Linked DNA regions of Mus musculus: region 1 is linked to region 2. The links are chromatin contacts, called in public promoter capture Hi-C maps. All regions are on one chromosome and are shown on one strand. The core of a region is the stretch at or near the end of the contact, and the rest is flanking DNA. Distances in the headings are between cores, read along the strand shown.

Region 1 (5,932 bases), core at 2,333-4,832, 530 kb before region 2:
GCTTTCTCTGCTTTGAGATTGTACCCACTCCCTTCTGGTTGGAGAGTGCTTTGATAGAAACCTTAGTTTGCCGTAAGTCTCTGTATTTAGAAGAATGGCGCCTATATGGTGCAGGTGACTGCCCAGCTGTGTCGGTCACCTTCCCTGAGTCAGGTGCTCCATCTGTCTAGCTCCTCATGAATGCTTGGGTGTGTTTGAATGTCCTCCATACTGTGGAACTGTCTGCCTTCTGGGCGTACACAGGTGCTTGCTGACCGAGCTTCCTGGCACTGGTGAACCTGGAGAGGAAGGGCCTGGCTCTTTCACTGCCGGCCCTTTCTTTCCTTCTCACATCACTTCTCCCGGCTCATGAACTCTCCCTGAGTCACTCCAGCTAACAACCAGGGGAGGAGGGGAAGACCACTCTGCCTTTGCTCCTGGAGAATGCAGCCGGTCAGGCCTCATCAGCCATACCCTCTTTCCTCTTCTGGATGTTTCAGGGCTTGAAGTTCTCCTCCCAAAGGCCCTAGACTGGGTGTGATGCACACCAGGCACCAATCCGTTATGAACACCTCAGCCTGCCCTGCCTTCCTCTAGGGAAGTTGGGGTCTCTGGGGATGCTAGGTACAGACAGGACAGGAGTGAAGGAAGGGAGGGGGAAGGGTTCTGACACCTTTCTGCTCTTGCCTTCCTGCTTCAGTTTCTTCTCTGTAAAATGAGACTAATGTTAGAGTTCCCCACACGGGGTTGCTGGGAGGTTAGTGAGCTAGTATAGATGGAGTTTTTAAAAAAGCAGTTGGTTCATGGGAAACACCTTGTGAGTTTCAGCGCCGCTTGCTGCACACCCACAGGAAACAGTTGAGTAAGCAGTGTCTGCGGGGAAATGAAAACGAGCCCAACACACGGGCTCTGCAGGTCCCTCGAGGACAGGTATGAGGCCTGAGGATGGAAGGGCTTTCTTGATTTTGTGGAGTTGATGATCTGTGGTGGGGCATAGCTGGATGTTCTGACCTGTGGGGATCCTAGACATGTGTCACAGGAGAAGGGACAGGCTAGGCTCCTTTGGGCTGGAGCAGGGCTTGATGGCTGGCTGGGAGGTAGAGTGAGTACTGTTTGTCTGTCACTCGTATTAGGGCACTGGGTCCCTCCAGTATGGAGCTAGATCCAGGTTTCACAATGCTGAGAGGTGGCTGCCAGAGGATGGGTCAGCTTGCCTGGGAAGTGAAACTGGAGGTGGAAGAGGTATTGGAAGGTGGTCGAATAGCAAGGGCTTGAAGGGAGACCTACATGTGAGTGAAGAGCCTGGCCTTCAATTCCTTCATCTCCTCAGTGCTGGGATTAGGAATCCCAACTTACATTAATTTTTAAAGCCTTTATAGACTCTTTTAAGAAAAAAAAATGTGTGTGTGTGTGTACTGGCATATGGAGGTCAGGGACAGTTAAAGGGAGTTGGGTCTCTTTTATCACAGGGTCTGGGGATCAAACGCAGGTTCTGAGGCATGGCAGTAGGTGTCTCCTCAACTGAGCCATCTCTCTGGTCCCTTCCTTTTTTACTGTGAGACAGGCTTGTGGTATAACCCAGGATGTCCTACAACTGACTTTTCCATAGCCCAGGCCAACTTTGATTTCAGTGCATTCCTCCTGCTTCAGCCTCCCAAGTGTCAGGATTACAGCACTGGCCGGGACAGTCTGCTGCTTTTCCCATTTATTTATTTTTAGGTTTGGTAGCTATCTGAAAGAATATATTCTGTTTATAATCATGCAGATAATTTGTATTTTTGTTGTAACTGACTATCCACACTGGCACCTCAGCTAACTGGGTCAGGAGCCTAATGTCCAGCTCTGGGCGCTCCCTTCCTCTAGGAGTCCTAAAGGGTTAATGCCTGTGGCCACCTGACCTGGGGACAGGTAGTGAGATCTGATCTGCCTTGGTTGGTGACTTTCAGGACCAGGTGAACTCACCTGTCAGCAGGGTTGGGGCTGTGAAACAGCACTGCCTGGGAAGATTGCTGAGGTGCGACCATGTACTCTCCCTAAACTTCTTTGGAGGAAAAAGTGAGGTGCACTGAGAGTTTACAGTGTGGGTCCTTCTCCTGGGCCTCGCCTTAGTGGGTGGTTCTTGCTCTCTTCTGGCAAGATGTCCTGCTGTCTGAGGAGATTGTCTGACCTGCTGGAGCCCATGCTGTTCTTAGGATCCTGCTCTGCTCAAGCCGTTGCTAAGTTTCTCAATAGTCAGGGATGGAATCCAACTTGAGCAGGGCAAACCATGGAGACACTGGGATGTTTCCAGTTGACACTGCACTGATAATTCATTTGGTGGCTTCCACCTGAGGTGTAGTAGGTTTGCAGAGAATGGTTGAGGTTCGTGTTGGGGAAGGCCACAGTGGGTGACTCCAACCCTTCTCTTCCCCATGGGCTCTGGCCTTTTTGCAGGGACCAGGAGCCAATACAGGTCCTGGGTGTTTCTGTGGCTTTTGAAAAATAAGGGTTAATTGGCTAGTACTTTTATTTTCTAGATTGAAAATAGTTTGAATAAGTTGGGTATGATAGCACACACCTGTATTCCTAGGGCAGCTAAGACCAAAGGAATATTATTTTTTATGTGTATGAGTATTTTCCTGTGTGTACCCCTGTGCACCACATGTATGTCTGGTGCTCAAGGAGACAGTGAGCCTCTAACACAGATACTGGGAGTCCGACCCGGGTCCTCTGCAAGAACAACAAGTGCTCTTAACCACTGAGCCAGCTCTCCAGCCCCTAGTTTAATTTATTTTCTAATTTGGATTTTTTTGAGAAAAGGTTTCTGTGTGTAGGTAGCCCTGGCTGTCCTGGACCTCAGATCTGCCTGCCTCTGCCTTCTGAGTGATGGGATTAAAAGGCCTGTGCCACCACTACTGGGCAATCTAGTTAAACAGAGTTCTGCATCTATGGAGGCCAGGATCCCCTTAAATGGATTTACAAGCGGTTGTGTATCGCCTGATGTGGGTGCTAAGAACAAACCTGGGTCCTCTGCAAGTGTTCCTAACTGCTGAGCCATCTCTCCAGGCCTATGTTGGGTTTTTAGACAGGATCTCTTCCTAACCTATGTGGTCCTGGAACTCACTGTAAGTCACATTGTTCTAGAACCCGTGGGATTCTCCAAGTGCTGGAAATATGGGTGTGTGCTGTCATGCCCTTCCCGCCCCTGAATCTTTTAAGGGTCTGCATGTGTTTGTGGGCTTGTACAATGACCACTTCCTACCTTGATCTGCTTTAAATGCCTGCACTTGAGGCTACCTCTCGGACCAAGTGTCTAAGGACAAGGTTGGAGCCCCATTAGAGGTCCTCTGATGCTGAGGGTCATGGCTTTTCAGAACACTCACCAAACCGAGTCATTTATTGTTCCCTTGTCATCAGTTCCAGCAGAAATTGGGAAGAAGAGAAGCTGAGTTCTGACCTGTCCTCCTAGAGGCTGGAGGTGGTAGCAGAGATGTGGGCATCTGGCACAGTGGTGTCATAGTGGGCTGCCTCTTGTTGGAATTAGGAATCTCCCCTTATGCCTTTGTGACTCTAGGTACTGTCCACAACTTGATCTTTAGTTAGAAATTGATTTAGACTCCCCCAGTGTGTAGTGGACACCTTAGCCAACTGTGTATTCAGCTACAGAAGATCCACTGGATCTCTGTCCTTTACCTCTGCCCTTGCTGATGATCTGTCCCAACTCCTGGAGGCCATGTCTGGAATAGAAACCATGGGATGGGAGCCCGCTCCCTGGCCCTGGGAATGTGGAGGTGCACTGCGAACCCTTGCTGAAGCTTGTCATTTGGCCTTTAGAGGGTTTTTGGTGAGAAGACTGAAAATTTAATGCTTTAAATGTCCTGGCTGAGAAGAGCAGACACTTGGGGCAGCTGCAGAGATTGTTCCTTGACCACAGCCTGTTTAGCTGTGTTCCCTGCCTTAGGAGTGAGTCCCGTGCTGTATGTGCTGCAGTTTCCTTGTGTCTTCTGTTGGCCTGTGCGCCTGAGCACTGCTTATATAACAGGTAGGTGTGTGTCCTGGAGAAGCAGTGTGTAATGGAGGCAGTGGCTTATGCCTCAGTGGGATGCAGCTCACACAGGCGTTACCAAAGACTACTCTGCAGACTGTATACCTAGAAGTACCCTGCAGATCTCTGCGCATGGGGGATAGGCTCTGGCTTTGGAGGAGGGCCAATGCTCATCTCTGCATTGGGGCACCTAATCTGTGTATGGCTCCTTGGAGAGGCCTTTCTTGTTGCCATGCATGACTCACTTTACTGGTAGTGTGAAGAGTCCATAGTGATAGCCCTATATAGCAAAGGAGGGAGGAGTTATTGGAGCATCTTTGAAAGGTGAGGGAGGCCCAGGGGGGCCCAGTCCTGAGATGGCTATCCTTTTGGAACAGGTGGACCCTGAGCTTTGTTGTGAGCTTCAGAGGCCCTTCTGCACAGGCCTCTGCTAGCTATCCCTCTGCACACATTGATAGATCACTTAGTTGTGTGGGAGCATGCAGGCTCTACACACCACAGTGGGCCTGGAGTGGACGTTTCTAGGTGGTGGGCACCACGGAGACAGAGGAACATTGAGATGAAGAGGAGATGAAAAGTGCCTCAGCCTCTGTCTGCAGGACTAAGGGACACAGGCTGACTGGTTAAGGGATTAGGTTTTTATCCCCAGGCGAATTCTATTCGAACCAAGTAAACAGCATAGAGTTACTTACCTTGGGCCACTTGCCAAACTGGAAATATCTTGGATCTGGTGCTCTTTTCTTTGGGTTGCTGTTGACTGTGGAAGATTTTGACCCTATTCCATTTCGGAGTAGGGAAGAACAACTTATTTTTCAGAACGGCAAATAAGGAAAAGAATGAAAGTATCTTAGAGTGTCTGTTTCCAGCCATCTCCTGGGAGGAACGCTTTTATAGACACCAGGCAGCCTTGCCAGCTGTGGCTAACTTTCCGTCCATAGTGTGCCTCAAGGAGAAGGCCAGGGCTGTCCTTGCCCCTACAGCTCTGGCCTGCCTCTCTCGTGTTCTGCCTGGGCCCCCTGCCATGGGGCAGGCCTTGGTGTTCTTCGTTCTGGCTTTCCTGCAGTTTGTTTGTAAGAATGTTGTGGTCAGAGGTCAGCATGGTGCTGAATGTGCCCTTGAAAGGCAGTTGACAAATCATCCTTTGGATCCATGTTAAAGTGGGTTTGTATTGGTAAGGTCTGTGTGAAAGCATCCTAGCTCTGACCTGTAGCATCCACACAGGACATGCTCAAGTTGTATGATCTGCCCTAGACTTCCTGTGGAAGACGTCACACCAGTTCTCTGGTGTGCTGCCAGCCATCCCTGCAACTCTGTCCTCAGTGGCAGAAAACTGAGCAGCCAAAGCCCTAAGTGTCTCCTAGGATAGCTGACAAAGGCCCCAGAGTGCAGTCTCACTCTCACACCTCCTGGTTTGCCCTCCTGCAGACTTGTCTTCAATGGCTGACTGCTGCTCTGGCAGCAAGGCCTGCCCCACTGCTGCCCACCTGGAAGGAATCTGGAGTGAGCAGGAACTGAGTGGCAGGGCTGTGAACAGCAGCAGGACTTAGGGAAGGTCTGTACACAGTGGGCAGAAGTGAGGTTTCTTAAACTTGGCTTCCATCAGAAACTGGTATCTAAAGTTTTGTACTTCCAAATCAGAAACTTATCCCTTTATTAATAGCTCAAGCAGATGAGCGGGGTGGTATGGGCGCACGTCTTTAACCCCAGCACTAGGGGGGCAGAGGCAGGTGGATCTCTGAGTTTCAGGTCAGCGTGGTCTACAGAGTGAGTTCCAGTACAGCCAGGGCTACACAGAGAAACCCTGTCTGGAAAACCAAAAAAAAGGAAGGAAGGAAAGAAACTAAGCTGAAGTCAGACTCAAGACCCCACTGTTCTCTTTTATCCCCCCAAGTATCTTAAGCCTCTCCCTTTAATAAGTTCATTTTCTAT
Region 2 (5,465 bases), core at 1,344-3,843:
TTTGTTTGTTTTTTTTTTTAACAGAATGCCCCAAAGGTTAAGTACCTGCGAGAAACTGAAGTGTCTCCGAGTCCTCTGCAGTGCTGGCTAAGTCGCTGTACGTCAGTGCTTTCTTGGCTTTGCCACTTCCGTGTCTGTAGGAACAGGTGGCTAGGTACTGAACAAAGAGCTCCTAAACCAACACAAAGAAAATCAAACGAGAGGGCTCGGTCAAAAACCCACCGCACATTTTATAAGCTTAACACTCCATTAATACTTCAGATTATCTTGGTTCCTCGATTCAAATGACAGGAAATCAGTTTACAAGAGACAGAAACATAAGACCAGAAAGGAAGCAGCAGGCAGTTAGTTCCCAGCTGAGCTTAGGTGTATAACATAAATATTTACAAATGATTACAGGGGTATCAAAAATATTTACAAGTGGTTTCAGGGAGTGCTGTGATCCATACCTATCATATCAACACTCAGGTGGAGGTAGGAGGCACAGGGAAGCAAGGGCAGCTATGGCTATATATCAAGTTCAAGGCCAGTCTGAGCTAAATGAGCTGCTGTCTAAAAGGGAGGAAGGGGTGGGGTGTTACCAGCCTACACAAAATGGAGTAAAAGGCCAGGCAGTGGTGGTGCATGCCTTTAATCCCAGCACTTGGGAGGCAGAGGCAGACCTATCTGAGTTAAAGGCTAACCTGGTCTACAGAGTTCCAGGACACCCAGATCTACACAGAGAAACTATGTCTTGAAAAATGAAAACCAATCAACCAAATTACATCTGGCTTGCAAAGGACTATATTACAGACATAAGGTGCCAGGCGTCTGTGTCTATTTCAGTCCCTTGTTTTCTCATAACTATAATAAAAATCAAAAACCTCAGACTGAAAAATGACATCTCATTTTGCCCAAATACCTTCTAGGTACAGAACTGACAAGAGCCCAATGCTCAGAAATAAAAACTGAACCTTCCCCAGGGTTCAGTATTATCTCAGCTAGTACGTGATCAGAGAACTGTCTGCATAGTGATTAGGTCCTTAACACTAGAATGAAGCTTACAAAAAAAATGTGAATCCTAGCACCACACAGAAATAAGAGGAAGACCACCATGATCTTTTCCTTTTTTTTTGTTTTTTGTTTTTAAATAGGTTCTACTTTTTTGTTGTTGTTGTTGTTGTTTTTTTTTTTTTTTTTTTTTTTTTTTTTTGAGACAGGGTTTCTCTGTGTAGCCCTGGCTGTCCTGGAACTCACTCTGTAGACCAGGCTGGCCTTGAACTCAGAAATCCGCCTGCCTCTGCCTCCCAAGTGCTGGGATCAAAGTCATGCGCCACCATTGCCCAGCCACCACCATGATCTTAAGATGATTTAGAAATGAGACATGTATAGTTTACATGTAAATATACACCACTGTCTAAAAGGGGCTTGTTATCCTAAGATTTGTATTTGGCTTTGGAGGACCAATCCAAAGATACTGGGGAACTATTGTTATTTTATCAGGATCTACTTAAGGTTGACTCTATTGCAGTCACAAGATTTGTACCTTTGTCCCTAGTCCAAAATATTGTAAAAAAAAAAAAAAAAAAAAAAAAATGCCACGCACTGAATGAAGTTCTAGAAGCAGAGGCTGGAAAAGAAGGTAGAGCCAATAGTCATGGCTGGGTCTCAGAACAATAAGGTTCCCGGCCTACCACTATCGAAACCAAACTTTAAACCAGGAGTGGGGTCAGGAAATTTTAATCGCCGTACTCAGAAGGGCCAAGACCAAGGTGGCAGGGTGTGGTGGCACAAGCCTTAAACCCCAGCAACACTTGGTAGGCTGAGACAAGCAGATCTCTTTCGAGTTCAAGGTAATTCTGGTGGTTTACAGAGCTCCAGGATAGGGAAAACATACTGAGAGATGGCTGGAAATATAGAACAAAATAAGAAGACAAAGCGATGTGTGTTGGGAGGGGACTATGCGGTTATAATTTAACTTGTGACAGCGGATGTCTGCGTAAACTCTGACTACCTCCAGAGTCCTGAGGGCTGAAGAGCCCTAGACAGCCTTGCAAGCCGTCCTGGAAGCTTGGAGAACCTTCCCGCATCTTCCTGGGGGAAGTCAGAGTCAGCCCGACCTCCCGCACGACATAGACCCGCCTCAACTCGCGCACGCAGCCGAACCCTTAACTACGCGTGCGCGAGGCCCAGCGGGGAGTGACGCGGGAGGCGGGGCGCAGAGGACGCTGGGAGCCAGACGATCCTGCAGAGCGAAAGCGGCGCAGTGGGCGGAGCTGAGCCCGCGGGAGGGGAGGAGGAGGTGTGTAGCGCGCAGACGCAAGAGAAAGAGGCGCCGCGCGGCCCCCGCAGGGCAGCCAAAGGCCAAGGCGCGTGTGTGCGGAGCCCGAGGGGCGGTTGGTGCCCGCGCCCGCCCCTCTCGTCGCCCCGCCGGCCGCTCACCGTGGCCTTGGCCGTGAGCACCAGCGCCTCCTGGTTGATGCTCGACACCTCGGGAGAGCTCTTCATGATGACTCGGATGCGGGACAGGGGCAATGACACGAGCCGCTGGTCCCCGCACTTTTCCTTCCCCACGGCCGCGTCCGCCATCTTCCGCGTCCGTCCCGGGCGGCCCGTGATGCTTCGCGCGGCCGCGCCTGCGCAGACGCTGTGGAGCGCGGTGGCCCGAAAGCCTGGGAGCCGGCGCCCGGGAAAATCCCTCTCGGAAACGCCGGGGCAGTCTCCCGGAAGAAGCGCTCTCAGGCGTCCGAGTGCTTGCTCGGGCAGTCCCGAGCTGCACAGATTTGTCCTTTCAAAAACTGGAGAGATGTCTTAGGAGGTCATGTTCTGGAGGGAATCAAACGAACCATGGCAACAGTTTGGCCAGAGGAATAGGGAGGAAAGGCGGCCACTACCCATGTCTTTCTTGAGGCGTATGGGGATTAGCCTGCTAAGCAGACAGGTGAACTGAATGGTCCTAGAGTCTTCTGTAATCCCACCACAATGCCAAAAGGATCACCAAGAGTTCTAGCCAGCCTGGCCACACAAGGTCTTGTTGAAGAAGATGGGCCATGACTTTAGAATGAAGACTATTAGAAACATCCTATCAAGTGGTCTGGAGGGAGCGTCCAAGAATATCAGAAAGTGGGACTCCACGGCAGATGAAACCGTGAGACCGTGGACTTTTGCTTAGATGAGCTGTGGAGTAAACTTGGGAGAGTAAAGTTGATGTGGTCTGAAGAGAACAAAAACTCCTAAGATGGCACTAAATATAGTTGGAGGAACTAAATCGGCAGGGTTTTATAGATTGGATCATGTTTGGTTTTAGTGTCGTCATTACCGTAGTATATCCTAGTCCAATAAACATAAGATACAACTGTCCCTCAGTATCTATTGGGGGATTGGTTCTAAGATCCCCACACATACTGAAATTGTACATGCTGAAAAGTCTTTTTTTTTTTTTTTTTTTTTTTTTTGTGTGTGTGTGTGTGGTTTTTTGAGACAGGGTTTCTCTGTATGGCCCTGACTGTCCTGGAACTCACTTTGTAGACCAGGCTGGCCTCGAACTCAGAAATCCCCCTGCCTCTGCCTCCGGAGTGTGTGCGCCACCACGCCCGACAGAAAAGTCTTAAATACAAAAGACGACAACTGCATAACGCCTAGGCACATTCTCATACAATACCCATGTCTTCTTGATTAAGTGCTTCGTGAATGCCATATGAGTAGTTGCTGGACTGTTAGGGAACAATGATGAGAGATTTCTACATGTCCAGTCAGCAGGGATGGGTTTTGTTTTGTTTTGTTTTGTTTTTTTTCCTGAATACTTTGTATCCCAGGTTGTTTGAGACCATAGATGTAGAACTTATATCCAGTGTTAGTGTCAGGCACGAAGGCACAGTTGGTGAGCAAGCTAGCTGCGTGCTCTCAATAAGGCTATGTTCACCCAGATGTCTGGGGAAAGAATACCATTTCCAGTGGGAAGTGTCATAACTGGTAAGCTGGCCTCTGAGAAGTGATGTTTGTTCTCAGATCTGCAGCAAAGGAAAGCCGTTAGACAAGATGAGTTTTGCCTGCCTTTCACATGCTTCCTTTCACCCAAGTGAGGCAGACAAGCATAGGACTGTTTTAGGAAGCTAGGATGCCACTAGGCTTGGGCTGTGCACACTTCTGAACAATGCCACTAATAGCCTATGGTACCACTCTCCCCATCATGCACGGGAGGATTGGCACACAAACACACACCGCTCTGAACACTGGAATGTTTCTCCTCCACTTAGTTGGTATAAACTTAGATTCTATTTGGTTGTGTTCTAGTAATGAAAGGAGAAGGAGGCCAGCCAGAACTAGTTTGGAGTGCATGCATAATAAAGCAAACTGTCCTTAAAGTGAACTCTTAGGAAAACCCATTTTACCATCTTATTGCCTAGTTGCAACTGGGTGTGCATGCAGTTAAAAATCAAACATTATTGGAGGGCATGTAAGGTAGAAAAGTTGTAATCTGTCAAAATAGTGAATCACCCAAACTATACCCCCTTAGTAACTAGCTCCCCTCCCTTCAGATCTCTGAAGCTAGGGCAATAATAATGTGAGGCCCCTGAGTATCTTCACTGATGTGACCCACTGTTTTCTTGACCACACACTCCTAATCTGTATTGCTTTGCTTTGAATAAAGTTTCCCTATTTTGCAATCTGTCTTCTTTCTTTTTTGTTGTTTTCTAAGACAGGGTTTCTTCACATAGCCTTGGCTGTCCTGGAACTAGCTCTAGACCAGGCGGGTGTTGAACTCACGGAGATCCACCTGCCTCTGTCTCCTGAAGACTGGGATTAAAAGGCATGTGACATTGACCCTATCACCACCTGGTACCTTATAAATTAAATTTTAACCAGCAGCAAGCACAGGACATGGCCAGAAAACTAAAGAAATGCTGTGCAATTGCCCCTCAAGGGTTTTTGTTTTGGCTTGTCTCTTTAACTGATTGTTTTTGTACAGTTTGTTTTGAGTGGGTTTGGATTCAGGACGGGAGGAGATGGAATCAGGAAGATGTCTAGAGAGTTCAGAGAAATGAGAATTCCCAAAGAGCAGGGATGAGGGAATGTTGGGAGCCGCGCCCACATTCGCCGTTACAAGATGGCGCTGACAGCTGTGTTCTAAGTGGTAAACAAATAATCTGCGCATGTGCCAAGGGTATCTTATGACTACTTGTGCTCTGCCTTCCCCGTGACGTCAACTCGGCCGATGGGCTGCAGCCAATCAGGGAGTGACACGTCCGAGGCGAAGGAGAATGCTCCTTAAGAGGGACGGGGTTTCGTTTTCTCTCTCTCTTGCTTCTTGCTCTCTTGCTTCCTGCACCCTGGCTCCTGAAGATGTAAGAAATAAAGCTTTGCCGCAGAAGATTCTGGTCTGTGGTGTTCTTCCTGGCCGGTCGTGAGAACGCCTCTAATAACAATTGGTGCCGAATTCCGGGACGAGAAAAAACTCGGGACTGGCGCAAGGAAGATCCCTCATT

The links. Capture Hi-C pulls out chosen DNA fragments and counts their contacts.
Region 1: a contact with region 2 is called in a promoter capture Hi-C map of adipose tissue. The contact joins the promoter of Slc45a4 here to the promoter of Chrac1 in region 2. A contact is called at or near these places in 1 of 115 datasets of contacts at active chromatin or transcription factors (pancreatic cancer cells) and 1 of 9 other capture datasets (adipose tissue).

The regions. Positions count from the first base shown.
Region 1 is chr15:73,622,394-73,628,325 of GRCm38.p6, reverse strand. It overlaps Slc45a4 (solute carrier family 45, member 4), which reads left to right and starts at 3,582. Exons shown (of 8, transcript NM_001033219.4): 1 at 3,582-4,000.
Region 2 is chr15:73,087,540-73,093,004 of GRCm38.p6, reverse strand. It overlaps Chrac1 (chromatin accessibility complex 1), which reads right to left and starts at 2,593. Exons shown (of 3, transcript NM_053068.3): 1 at 2,422-2,593; 2 at 46-172. The coding sequence starts at 2,568.